Regions from separate parts of the Hordeum vulgare genome. Here region 2 is linked to region 1. The links are chromatin contacts, called in public Hi-C maps. All regions are on one chromosome and are shown on one strand. The core of a region is the stretch at or near the end of the contact, and the rest is flanking DNA. Distances in the headings are between cores, read along the strand shown. Region 1 holds the start of LOC123401483 (SUPPRESSOR OF GAMMA RESPONSE 1-like). Region 2 has its middle 100 kb from the start of LOC123401483.

The links. Hi-C and Micro-C count contacts between places; a contact is called where the count stands out from the background.
Region 2: a Hi-C map of seedling shows a contact between it and region 1, with 2.0 times the contacts expected there. The contact joins the enhancer-like site here to the promoter of LOC123401483 in region 1. A contact is called at or near these places in 2 of 6 Hi-C or Micro-C datasets (leaf and seedling).

Annotation. Positions count from the first base shown.
Region 1 is chr6H:329,502,220-329,509,367 of MorexV3_pseudomolecules_assembly, reverse strand. It overlaps LOC123401483 (SUPPRESSOR OF GAMMA RESPONSE 1-like), which reads left to right and starts at 3,022. Exons shown (of 6, transcript XM_045095307.1): 1 at 3,022-3,428; 2 at 4,868-5,003; 3 at 5,366-5,552; 4 at 5,635-6,164; 5 at 6,605-6,808; 6 at 6,902-7,148. The coding sequence starts at 3,421. The coding sequence ends at 6,964.
Region 2 is chr6H:329,607,171-329,614,318 of MorexV3_pseudomolecules_assembly, reverse strand. No RefSeq gene overlaps it. Among protein-coding and RNA genes, the nearest start is that of LOC123401483, 100 kb to the right of the region's middle. Within about 2 kb of position 3,783, at least 3 of the 3 cell types and tissues checked have open chromatin away from gene starts, as enhancers often do. A contact at or near this core is called in leaf and seedling, where this site is marked.

The sequences.
Region 1 (7,148 bases), core at 1,773-4,272:
CGCCCGTCATCGAACAACCCATTGTGCGACGAAAACCCAATGACACCTACTCAATACCAAAGCTAGTCTAGATCAAGGGGACAAGTTTAAGAGAAAATCATTTCAAGAAAATAATCAGAGTTACATGAGAGTCACAGGAAAGCTCGCGCAGGAGCAGCATTATCAAAGCACTCATGCAAAAGACCAACCGCGACAGATCATGAAACAGCTAAGAACGCTCAATTGGAACATGAATATATCATAGCGGATCAGTTGGTGTTCGTTGCAACCAGATCGGGTGCCACGTGCGTGCCGAGGCACCCACCCAACAAATTGTAGCTTAGTGGGAGCTAATCCCAATCTTTAAGACATATACTTATTGGTAAATCACATTCAATTGACAGTACGAGTTATAGGTCAAAGATATATTCAATTATGCACTTTTCTACATGGCATAGCATTTCACAACTCATTGGTATGTCAACTTATATTCTCTATAAACCAAGAATGTGAGAACCAAACATTTATGACCATGCCACTCACGAAAAATACCTTCTTTACGTCTTTGAAAGGTACGAACATGTCTTTCATGAAAGCATAATCGTATATTTAACAAAAAAAAACAAAAAAACACGTTTCCTTTCGTTTTTGAAAGGCACGACCGTACCTCTTAAAGAAACAAAACCATGCCTCTCATAAGAAAACACATTTTTTTTCCTTTTTCGACAGGCACTGTCATGCCTCTCGCGTAAGAAAAATAAATAATGAACATTTTTTTTGTTTTCGAGAGGCATAGTTGTGCCTCTCGCAAAAAATGTGATTTTTCTCGTTTTCGAGAGGCATGGTCGTGCTTCTCGCGAAAGAAAAAATATGACTCTTGCAAAAAAACACAAAACATGTTTTTTTTCGTTTTTGAGAGGCACGAGCGTGTCTCTCGTGCAAGAAAAATGTGTTTTCTGAAAGAAACAAAACAGATTTTTCGTGCAAAAAAAAAATATTTTAATTTTTTTGTCCAAAAGGTAAGAAAGACGAGTGATAAATGAGAACACCAATTTTTTGAAAAAACCCACCTAAAAAACCGAAAACACGTAGAAAAGAAAAAATAATAAAAAAGAAAAACGCTTCGTGCCGTTGGCTGAAAATGCGTCAAACAATAATACGTGATGGTGATTATTCGGAGGGTTCCGAAGAAGCGCTCGCCAACGGGAGCTCCTATGCAGTGCTGCACGCGCCCGTTAACGATCCGACGCCTGCAGCGCCGCTAGCATGGGCCGGCCGCTAGAGTGTTGTTCAATTTTTTTCTTTTTGATTTTCTTGTTATGAAAAAATGTTAAATAAAAAAGGTTTACAGATTTAAAGAAAAAAGATTCATTCATTTGAAAAAAGTTCATATCTTTAAAAAAAGTGTCACTAATTTAAAAAATATCTTCAGTTTTAAAAAAAGTTCATTGAAAATAAAAAAGTTCATTAAACTTCTATAAAGTTCAATATATTATAAAAAAGTTCATAAAAAGTGAAAAGAAGTTCATCTATTTTTATGAAAAGTTCATTGAACTGAAAAAAAGTTCATAAATTGTTAAAAAGTTCATCAATTTTTAAAATGGTGTTCATCAAATTTCAAAAAACTTCACCGATCTTCAAAAAAGCTCATGAATCTGAAAAGTATTCATTGAGATTTAAAAAGTTCATCAATAATCAAATAAGTTCATAGAATTTTGCAAAAAAAGTGTTACAAGAGTTTAGATGGGTTGTTCCAGTTCGAACTCCACACGCCGTGAGTTAATAAAATGCACGTTAACTGATCCCTATGGCGGCAAATAGGAAATGCCCTCGTCAACGAAATCACTAATTAGCGACTACACCTTCCAACGATTATTCTCATCTTCACAGGTTGCGACAAATGGCGTACTGCATGCGTGCCATTTACTTTTTTCGTAAATCACTAATTAGCGACTACACATAGGAGTTTTCTCTTTTTTCGTAGATCCGTATTTTCAAAACGTTTTTATCTCCTAAACCATGCGTCCAAATCTTGAACTGTTTTCACCATTGACTTTCTCGCATCGAGATCTTCAAAACTAGATCCCGTGTTGATAGATTTTAACGAACTTTTTTTTTCACGAAAAAAACCCGGATGAAAAATCGTGCCTCACGCGATAGAAAATAAAAACTGAAAACGCGTTTTTTCCCTTTCCGGGAGGTATGGGTCGTGCCTCTTGCGAAGGCAAAACCGTGCCTCTCGTGAAAAAAAAGAGAGCAGAAAACGCGTTTTCCCCTTTTTAGGAGAGATACCCTCTCGCAAAGGCAAAACCGTGCCTTTCGCGGAAGCAAAACCGTACCTCTCGCAAAAAAAACAGAAAAATGTTTTTTTCCTTTAAGAAGAGGCACGGGCGTACCTCTCGCGAAGGCAAAACCGTGTCTTTTACGAAAATAAAACCGTGCCTCTCGCGAAAAAAAGAGGCACGGTCGTGTCTCTCGCAAAGGTAAAACCGTGCCTTTAACAAAAGCAAAACCGTGTCTCTCGCAAAAAAAATAGAAAACAACTTCTTTTTTCTTTTCGAGAGGCACGGCCGTGCCTCTCGTGAAGGCAAAACTGTGCCTCTCGTGAAAACAAAACCGTTCCTCTAAAAAACAGAAAACTTGTTTTTTCACGTAAAAATTGCATTTTTTAAAAAAAATTTAAAAAAATTTCCGTCAAAAAGTTACGATAGCCCAGTAAAAAAACGTAACACCAAAAAATAAATAAAAAAATAAAAATAGCCAAAACGCGTGCGAAAAAAATAAAATCCAATAAAAACTCTCAGAACGCAAAACGTGGCGGCGCGCGGAAGCTATCGCGGGGAGGCTCCGAAAAGAGCGCTCCCTTAGTTGCTTTCCCTCGTAAACTAGTTGTTCTCGTAATTAGCTTAACTGGTGTGGGCTGCGGTCAAACAGAAAACTGGTGTGGGCTGGGCTACGTTGGTGCCCAGACGGGCGGTCCAGTCCAGCAGGCGAGCATTAATGTGTTGTGGGGACCGCGTTCGGCTTGCCAAGGAAGGAAACCACAACGGCCACTGCCCGTGGCAACGCAGCGCAGCGGGGGCAGGGGTTTTTGGGGTTTCCCGAGGCGAAAAAGCGAGAGGAAACCGCGGAGCGGAGGCGTCGGACACAGGTCCCCGTTCCTTCCGACCTCGCTCGCCGCTCCTCTCCTCTCCTCTCCTCTCCTACCGCGACCCTTCCTCCGACGGCGCCCTGCCCTGCCCTGCCGCCATTACCAGCGAGGAAGGAGGCGGGGGAGCAGAGGCCACTTGGCACGGCTGGACCGAGCAGAGCGAGCGCGGGGGAGCAGGCACGCGCCCGCCGCGCCGCCGGCCGATTAGGGTTTCCCGTGTCCTGGTTCGTCGGGCTGGCCGATCGTCACGTGCGCGCTGCTCCGATCGGTCATCCGTACGCGCCGCCGCGATGGCAAGGTCGCCCCCTCCCTCCCCCTACCCCCTTTCTTCAGTCATTTTTACTCTGTCACTGTTGCTTAGGGCTTGTTCGATTGTTCCGGATACCCACATTTCAGCACTCTAGTTTCAGACTTTCAGGACTAGTATGTTTTCTTGCCTCAGTTGTTGCCCCCTTTACCATAGCACGGAGGAACTAAACTGTCCGTCGATTGCTCCGGCAACCAACTTTCCTCTAGCGACGCAGCTACTCTCTCCGTCCCATATCGAGAATGCCTATGCAACCATTCATAGATTTTGACCGTAGGGTCCAATCCGCCTGCTGTGTGCCAGCACTATAGGGTTCCAGGGTCTGTCGACAATAGTGCAAGCAGTTCCTGTAGTGGTTTCTTCTAGTACATTTTCAAAGCCTGCCCTGGTACATTGTGTCATTGATAGAGCAATGTGATCACATTGAAAATGCTTGCTTTCTTAATATGGCTAAGCTTAGTTATGTTATAGATAGCTTAATTGGTCGATACAGATACCCAACACATGATTAGGTACTCCGTTGCACCACATAGCTTGTTTGTCTCATCGCTCTGTTATGTAGCATTGTTCAGTCAACACTGTCCTGTCAATGTTTTGCCTTCTATGAACAGCATAAACAGGACGTCAATTGAAATATCCAATGTGTATTACTGATTGTCGATAGTTCCATATTGTTCCTGATTGATGTATTATCTCTTCAAGTTCTGCAGCTACTGTCTCATTGTTACCATGTAGCACCACTGTCTTATGTATCGACCTTTATAAATAACATTATCCTGTTCAGATTAGTGCATTTGCAAAGCCTGCCCAGGTACACTGAGTCATTGATAGAGCAATGTTATGACATTGAAAGTGCTTTCTTTCTTAATATGTCTAAGCTTACTTATGTCCTAGCTTAATTGGTCAATATAGATATCCAACGCATGATCAGGTTTACTCCGTTGCAGCACATAAGCATGTTTGTCTCATCACTCTGTTATGTAGCATTTTTCAGTCAATAGTGTCCTGTCCATGTCTTGCTTTCTAAGAATAGCGTAGACAGTCGTCAATCAAATTATCGAGATACCCTAGTCCTTTTAAGTTTTTATACATAGCTTACGACTGACACTAATTCCATGTTGTTTCTTCTTGGCATATTATATCTTCAAATTCTGCAGTTACTGTGTCTTTTTTTAATTATGTAGCACTACTTTCTTGGGTACTGGTCATTTAATTAACATCATCCTGGTCTTAATATTATTCCTATGTACTCCCTCTGTAAACTAATATAAGAGCATTTAGATCACTATTTTAGTGATCTAAACACTCTTATATTTGTTTACGGAGGGAGTATTTGACAAGGTAGCACTTACTTGTTTATGTACATGTCATCTTAATTGTTATTATCCTGGTCAACTTTGATGTAATGCTATGTAATTACTTTGCTGCAGGTCATGGCTTATAACTTGCAGGGGTGTTGCCAAGAAAATTAGGAATGACAGCTGCTCGAATCGCCAGATAAGTGAACTGGGTGCAGAAGCATGCAGGGAGTGCCCCAACTGCAAACATATCATTGATAACAGTGATGTAAGTACTTGAAAATCTTTTGGTGGCTTGTATCTTGCAAGGAAAACTTCTCTTCTTTACTTTTTGGTGCACCCTTACTGAAAACCTGCTTCTGCCATGAATAGTTCATAGATCATTTATTCTTTGTTGGTAGCCGCCTAAGTTAGATGTATTGACGATGGTAGCAAATAAGGAAACATGTTGCGGTGGATACTCTATGCTTTCCTTGATTCCAGTGAATATCAATAAGGCTTTGAGCTGTATTAACTCACATAAGCTTCAGAACTACAGATGCTTGCAAAATGCAACCCATTTGATCTTACATTCGATGGTACTATGTTACACATTCTATAAAATACTTAACTGCATTTCATCATTTGTAGGTTGCTGTACAGTGGCCTGGGCTGCCAGCCGGTGTGAAGTTTGATCCATCTGATTTGGAATTGCTCGAGCATTTAGAACAGAAAATTGGCGTTGGAGGTTCAGAGCCCCATATGTTCCTTGATGAATTTATTCCAACTGTGGAGAATGATGAAGGGATCTGCTATTCACATCCTGAAAATCTTCCTGGTAGGGGATTCCCTTATTGAGATGCTATAGGAGTATTTATTGGCTTATTCATGTACTGACTGGGCACATTTCGTTCTTATAGGCACAACGAAAGATGGAAGAAGCGCTCATTTCTTCCACATAATTTCAAATGCGTATGGTTGTGGCCAGCGCAAGCGTCGAAGGATCAGCAACAGCGACTATAGCACTTCTGATGAGCATGTGAGATGGCACAAGACGGGTAAATCAAAAGCCATATATGACAATGGTGTTATGAAAGGGTGGAAGAAAATATTGGTTCTGTACAAAAGTTCACAAACAGGTGGCAAACCTGATAAAGCTGACTGGGTGATGCATCAGTACCATCTTGGGCTAGAGGAAAAGGAAAAAGTTGGAGAGTTTGTCGTGTGCAAAATCTTTTATCAATTGAAGGCAAATCAAGTGGACAAGTATGAACCAGAAATGGCTAACGAAGCATCTGATGCATTTACTGCAAGGGATTATCCAAAAACTCCAATGGCAAAGACCCCACAGCTATGTCGCCCAAATAATAGTCCATGTGAAACTGAGCAGACTTTATTGAAAAAATGTGAAACTGAGCAGAAGCAAAACTATTCCAACTTGCAGTACCAGGTAAATCACTGACATGGGAAATCTGCTGAGTTAGATCTAACCTTTGATTAAACCAGTTCTCAGTAAGAAACAGTAGACATAAGACTAATAATACTTGACAATGTTATTGTATATTTACAAAAAAGGAAATTGCAACAGCGCACAGCTTTAAGCAAATGAGGATTTCGAAGTTGATCTCCACTGGTCGGGCTCATGGCATTGTAAAACTCACCTCCTAGGTGGATTGTTCTCTCGCCCATCTTCTCAATGAAATGAAACGCAAAGGTCCTTTGCGTTTTCTTGAAAAAGAAGTTGATCTGCATCTAGCCGATTTGGAAGCTAGTAGATGCAAATACCAAATTTATACAGCATCTATTTGTCATTCTGTGGCGTGTTGCTAATTTTTTTGTTTGAGTGATCTGTTTATCATTTTAGAGTAATAACTTTGTGCTTCTTTGTAGGAAGAAGAAACAGACAGGCCTGCTATTAGCCTGGCAGATGCCGATCCCTCCGATTGGTTCTTAGCGTCTCAGGCTGGGACTAGCTTGGAAGAACCCCTGCGTTGTCATGAGGATATTAATTCCTTTGGTCCAGATAGGCCAATCTATTCCCAAGGCTATTATGATGGATTACCTGATCTCCTTAATCTCGGACCACCGCCAGAGGTTGCTGCTAGTATATTCTGTAGTAGTATTGTAATTTGTGTTGCCCATATATTATGACAAATCTGATGATATCTTTCTCTCGTCTTGCAGCAGGACTTGATGTTTTCATCACAAGACTTGTTGTCGTTTTTCTCACAGGAAGATGTGCAGGGTTGAAGACGATCTCTTTACCATCTACAGCAGTATGATGATATGGTGGCAACTTTTGGGGGGTTGACTTGGCAAGATAGAAGTTGTGCAAGCGTCAGGGCTGCAATGGGCCATTTAAGGGTCGAATACTTTTTTTGTCTCCACAGAACTGAAAAAGACATTTAATGAGTGTTTTTCTTTTGTGCGGTGG
Region 2 (7,148 bases), core at 2,534-5,033, 100 kb before region 1:
GATTCTAGTTTCCAAACCAATAAGGTTGATAGTCGATCACAATGTGGGTTCGTGTTCATTCTGAATGGAGGAGTATTGGACTAGAGGAGTACCAAGTAAGATATGAGAGTTGGTTCTACAATGGAGGCTAAGTACATTGCGGCTTCTGAAGCTGCAAAAGAAAGTGTTTGTGTGAAGAATTTTATTTCTGAACTTGGAGTGGTTCAGGGCTCGTCCAATCTGTTGGACCTCTATTGTGGTAATTGTGGTGCTATCGCACAAGTCAAGGAACCACGGAACCATCATAAAATCCAACACATTCTCAGGCGTTTAATATTATTCGCGACATTGTCGAGAGAGCCGATGTAAACATATGCAAGATACACACAGATGCAAATGTTGTTGATCCATTAACGAAGCCTCTCCTGCAGTCAAAGTATGAAATCCACATGAGGTCTATGGGCATACGATGCCTAGATGATTGATTCCAGTGCAAGTGGGAGACTGTTGGAGATATGCCCTTAGGGCAATCATGTGATGATTTCATTTCCTATGTATTCATGAGTATTTTGTATTGTCCTTGAACGACATCAGTGATATGTATAAAAAAGTATGTGACTTATTTGTGAGACTATATATTGTATGATGATTGTTCTAATCGTCCATAGTTGTTAAGGTTATGTGGGCACATATCCTTTACTAGTATACGATTCAATTGATCACTATGTTTCACAAGTCATGTGCATAGTGATGCTAAACTCATAGTATGGACTCGGGGATTGAGATCACCAAGTCGGAGTGACCCACTTTGAGACACAATGAGCTATTGTCATCTCTTAGTCTCAAGTACAATGTATATGACATGTCCTAGACCTGACGTCCTCTCATGTTCTCGGGATGAGTATCGACTCACTTAGGGTCTATCAAACGCTACTCCATAACTGGGTAGTTATAAAGGTAGCTTTCGGGTGAGTCGTGAGACATGTCGCGAGACATGATTGACGAGAATGGGATTTGCCCCTCCGTAAGGAGAGATATACTTTGGGCCCTCTCGAGTGATTGGATTCAGAAAGCATGGCCATGCGACATGGGTTAAGTGTTAACCTAGTTCGGGAATCTGCAACACGGTTTCAAGAAGAGATGTCGAGCTACCACAAGGGTGACTAGTACTCGCCTTGAGCTTGACAACCAATATCATGAGGCAAAATGAATGTTGTATATGACACATTGTTGAGGTTCGTCTAACGACTTTGTGCGCACACAGGAGTTGGCACGTTCTGCTAGGAGCCTCTACTCACTATCCACTCTGGTCTTGTCCATGTGTACGTGAACCTATAGGGTCGCACACTTAAGGGATTGCGGCCCATTCGGATTGGATCTGAATGGAAAATGGGGCTAGACTCGTCGTGGACCTCAAGTGTTAAGCCCACCTCGGAGGTTTATATAAAGGGGAGTGGGCACACTTTTTAGGGTGGATCCTTTTCATTCCCTTGATAGCCACCTCCACTCCCCACGCCGCCATGCCGTGCGCTCGAACATAGCAGTCCGCCGCCCGACGGTGCTCCCGTACGTGTGGATACTTTGGAGGCATCGCATCTGCAGTGCTTGGACGAACCGTTCGAGTGATCCGCAAGGAAGCGTTCAAAATGATCCGCGAGGAACCGTTCGAGGGATCCGTGAGGAGCTGTTCGTGGGATACGCGAGGAGATGTTCGTGGGAGATCGGGTGCAGGAGAAGGAGACGAATTGGTTGATCGACTATACGCGTCACCAACTCTACTTTCGCTGCGGTGACTGTGCGTCTAGTTGTAAACCCGACCCGTGATTTGTTTCCAGGAGCATGTTCTTAGGTGCGCGACAGAAATTTTTATTTGGCGCTAGCATAGTGGACCGCGCGTTCCAACACTCTCTCGCTCCATCCTCTCATCTCCCTCTCCCATTTCGATCCCACCCACTCATATGTCTAGCTCTGTCTGCCACTCCGGCTGCGATGGCTCCGATATCGATTACGACGAGGAGCTGGCCCTCGGCATTGCCTTGGAGCGGTCGAAGGTGGACACCCGCAACAACTCCAGGTCTGGAGCATCGGCGTAATGCGGACTCCAGAGCTGGACCCTCCTGGCCCGCGCACAGCTCTGACACGACGGTGAATCTGCACCGGCCCCATGAAATCTCCTTCCCCCGTCGGCCGCTCCTCTACGTGGACACCGGTGGGTGCTAGTTGTCGCGCCACCGGCGCGCATGCGTACTCCAGAATCCGAGGGGCGCGCCGCCCGCCGCAAGAGGCAGTGGGCAAGGGAGAGGGATGCAGCGGAGCAATCCGTGTCCCGTCAGAGCGGGTTGCCGACAGAGCCCGATGAGGACGAACACTTCCTCACATGGGTGTAATGTTGGTCCCTCACGACAACGGAGACGGACGCTCGCTGCCTCCGATGAAAGAGCGCCAAGGCGCTCCGGCTTGCTGAGCAGTTGAAGCGCGAGACGAAGGAGGCGGTTTGGGCCGCCAAGTTGAAGCAGGAACAGGACAGGACGGTTCACCAGATGAAGGGGCTCATTGTCGTCTCCGACTCCGACGAGGAAGACAACGCCAACTGCACCTCCTCCTCCGAAGACCAAGATCCTCCCCCAATCGCGGACGGCTACATCTGCGACAGCGATCGAAAGCGCAAAGGCCCAACGAGGAAGTGGCGATCTCATTGCCTCCCGTGCGCATTGGTTATGTCGTTTTTAGTTGTACAAATTTAAGAACTATGTGTGGTGAACTTGAGATGATCTTGCGGGTGATGTTTGATGTCGGTTCGCAACCAATCTTGTGTTCTTTGCATTCAATTTTGTTGTCTAATGTCTGATGAGGTATAGTAGCTCAAAATTGCATGTGTAGTATGGATACAGGGTGTTTGATATGCCATAAGTAGATGTGGAGAGGCAAATATGAGGCGTGTCTGGTCAATGTACGCGAACACGCGTGATGCGTTTGAGGAGCCGAATTAGCCCATCGCGACTCTAAATGCTCTCGTGGGGTATGACAATCGGGTCCGACGTAACACACACGGTTCGAGCATCTCTATATCTATCCAATATTAAAATTGAATATAAATGATGTTGGTCAATTAAGACATTTGAGATCCATTTGAAACCTTGTTTTTCTAAAACAGATTACTGACGGCCACGTTTTAAGCAAATTTGGACCGCCGGTAGATGCTCTTAGGGCATGTTCGGATGCTCTCCGGCTTCACAAAACTTTACATATCCAATTTTTCTTCCTGATTTCTAAGTCAGTATACTACTAGCACTGCTCTCGAATGTTGTTCTACGGTTTTGGTTAAAAAAAACTAATCCTACTTGTGCGTAGGAGTAGTAGTTATTATTATTATTTTTGCGCTGGAGGAGTAGTAGTTATTTCTTATTTGCCTTCCTGGGTGAAGGAAATGGCTGATTCTTTTATGTGGGATATGGCCTGCGGACTGAGCTGTCCCTGGCGGGAAGTTGTAGAGGAGTTGAGGCGAGTGGTAGCGCGGCATGGCCGTCCATCGGGCACCGGCCAACCGTTTCCCGAACGGATAGGGATAGGGATAACCTTCCCAAAGGCCTTCCTGCTTCGTTGCATGTTGACTGTTGTCCACCGGTCGTCTCTTTCGGGCGCGCGCTGGTCTGGGTTCACTGAGGCGGTTCCTTTCATTGACATGGCGCGCTGGCAGATGGCGCCGCGGTGTCGACCGGTTGACTCATTCCGGGCAGCAGAGTGCGACGCCCGAAGCTGCGTGCGCGCAGCGCAATGCAAAGCCCGGTCTTGCTCCGCCGCGTGCTCCTAGGCTAGACAAGGACGGGTGCGCTGCATGCTAAGCAAACGCGAGCTGGGTCGGTCTCGCCGCGCTGTAATTTGTCCATTCGTTCGTCGCGCGACGCGTCGACCTCCTGCGACGGGACAAGTTACGACACCGCGTTGCACATACAGTTTGGCCGACTCCTGCCGTCAGAAGGTGATTTATGGGTGCGTTAACCTGTTTAATTAGAATTATTAGGGCGGTCCTAATTAAACGGGAGCGTGTACTAGCGTGTTGTTGCATTGACCACTGCGAGGCCAGCCGAGTGGGTGGTTGTCTACTTAAGCTTAATCAAATGGCAGTCCCGGCTTCAAAAGTTCACCCACTTTTCCTTTGCCCTTTTGTGGGGGTTGAACGGTTAGGTTTACCTGTCTACTACACGCACACGCCTCGTCTCGCTTGAAAACTGTTCCTTTGTCCCAAATTAGTTATCGTATAAATAGACTAATATTGTACTCTCTTCGTTTCTAAATATAAATCTTTTAAACAATTTTATTAAATGTCTAGATACGAAATAAAATGAATGAATCTATATTTTAAAGTATGTCTATATACTACATTCGTATGTAGTTTACAAGTGAAACCTTTAGAAAGACTTATATTTAGGAACGGAGGGAGTAGTATTTATAGTTCTACAGGCAATCATTTATATCAAATTTTGTTGAATATGTATTTTGCATGTATATGTGTATATTCTGGCCCACCTTTTAGTCTTTGTATAGTTGAGGCTGAGGTTCATATTGTATTCCATATATACGTGTCCTTGCACCCAATCAATGATACTAAGAGTTGCATTGTTAATTTTTTTTCTACATGGTATCATATCTCTCGATCCTACCCTAACCCTAAGCTGCCGTCACCTCCGCCGCCACCGCCGGTTCTCATCGCCACCACACCACACCACGCCGTCGTCGCCACCGCCGCGCTCCTCCCTCCAATCGTCGGCGTCGCCGCCCCCGCCGCCGCCGCTCCTCATCGCCACCACACCACACCAGGTCGCTGCCACGCTCCTCCCTGCAGTTGCCGCCATCGCCGCTCCTCATCGCCGCCACACCACGCCGTTGTACCGCTCCTTCCTGCACCCACCGTCGCAACTCCTCATCGCCACCACACCAAGCCGCCACAGCGCTCCTCCCTGCACCCACCGCTGCCGCTCCTCATCGCCACCACACCACACCACGTCGTCGTCGCCACCGTCGCGCTCCTCCCTCCAGTCGTCGCCGTCGCCGCCCCCGCCGCCGTCGCTCTTCATCGCCACCACACCACACCACGTCGCCGCCGCGCTCCTCCCTGCAGTTGCCGTTGCCGCCGCTCCTAATCGCCGCCACACCACGCCGCCATAGCGCTCCTCCGTGCACCCACCGCCGCCACTCCTCATCGCCACCACACCAAGCCGCCACATCGCTCCTCCCTGCACCCACCGCCGCCGCTCCTCATCGCCACCACACCACGCCGCCGCCGCTGCTCCTCATCGGTACCACACCACGCCGCCGCCGTGTCTCCTTTACCCAATGCCACCGCCGCCCGGTGTCGTGACCCCTCCAGCTTCCGCCTCCTTTAACCCTAAGCCGTCGCCGCAGCCGCGATCTCCCGCTGCAACCCGCCACCCCACCCGTCCACCTCTCCTTCCCGTCGCCGCCACCATGCAATCTTCGGGCTTCGCCTCCTCCAACAACACTAACCCGTTCGCCGGTCCTACACCCTTCGTCGAAGCCATCCGTGATCTCAACATCGAAGGCCATGTTCACATCCGCCTCCACTCCTCCACCTCCTCATACTATGCATGGAATACCTACTTCAACCTTGTCTTTCGTGAGTACTACCTCACCGAACATATTGACGGCTCCATCAACGATGAGTACATGAAGGGTGACCCGGAGTGGTCCGCCATCGACGCCGCTCTCATCCGGTGGTTCTACCAAACCGTCTCCAAGGACATCTTCCAAACGGTTGTCGCCGAGGGCGGCGACGCTTACACTGTGTGGACCAAGATCAACGCGCTCTTCACCAACAGCAAACTTCAGCGCCTTGTTTTCGTACAGCAACAGTTCTTCAGGTGCCATCAGGACGACTCCACCATCGATGACTACTGCATGCGGCTCAAGATGCTCGCCGACGAGCTTCGCGACATCGGCGCCAAAGTCTCCCACGAGCTCATGCTGAGCACCCTCACCGCCGGCCTCGGTGAGGACTTCGGCAACGCTGCTTCTAACCTCACCTTGTTGCCGAAGCCCACCTTTCAGACCGTCGTCGCATACCTGAAGCTCGAGGAGCGTCGGATGAAGAAGGTGAAGCGGCGGGTGCAACACACCGCTCTCACCGCAAGCACCACCCACTGTGGCCCTACTCCTTCGGCACGGCGCCACCTCATCTACAGCCTTTGCCGCCACCCGGGTTCTACCCGCTCCCTCCCGCGCCTCCCCAACCACAACAGCAAGGTGGGGGGCCGGCGCAACCAGCGGGATGGGGCCGACCGCCATCAACATCAGCTCCAGCAACAGGGCACCGAGGGGGTGCTTCCCGCACCCACCCCGACATGGACTGTGGGACAGAACCCTTGGACGGGCATGGTACATGCCTACCACATGCCCGTCCCAAGGGCCCCCGCGCCGAGTCTCCTCGGCCGACACCCCGCGAGCCACCAGGCGTTATTCGGCACGTCCACTCAGCCGGCTGTCGCCGGCTACGTGGCCCCGTTCGCCCCGTCGCTCGCCGGCAGGTACGGGCTACCCGACCCAGCGCAGCCCTACGGGGCCCTCCCGCCGCCACAGGTTCCGCCGCCGTGGGACCCCGCCCACCTCGCTGCCTTGCACTCGGCCCCGTTGCTGAGTAACTATGGCGGTGGAGGTGACCGGTACATGGACTCGGGTGCTACCGCCCACATGACAGCTCATCCCGGTAAATTGAACACTCCCACTCGTATCACCGTAGGCAATGATTCCTACTTACCTATCACTCATGTCGGTAGCACTAATTTTCCCTCCAACTCCACACCCATCAATATGTCTAATGTTCTTGTTTATCTCGAGTTAGTGTCTAAACTAGTTTCCATTCGTTGTCTTGCTCGTGAGAATCCTCTTACTATTGAATTTGAAGTTGTTGGTTTCTTTGTGAAGGACGCTGCTACGGCAACAAAAGTCCTTCCCCGGCAACGCCAGGAATTCTTCTTGCTACTTCTCTTGTTTGCGTCGGTTTTTCCCTTGAAGAGGAAAGGGTGATGCAGCACAGGAGCAGTAAGTATTTCCCTCAGTTTGAGAACCAAGGTATCAATCCAGTAGGAGAATCTCGTCAAGTCCAGAGTACCTGCGCAAACACAAAAGAGCTTGCACCCAACGCTATAAAGGGG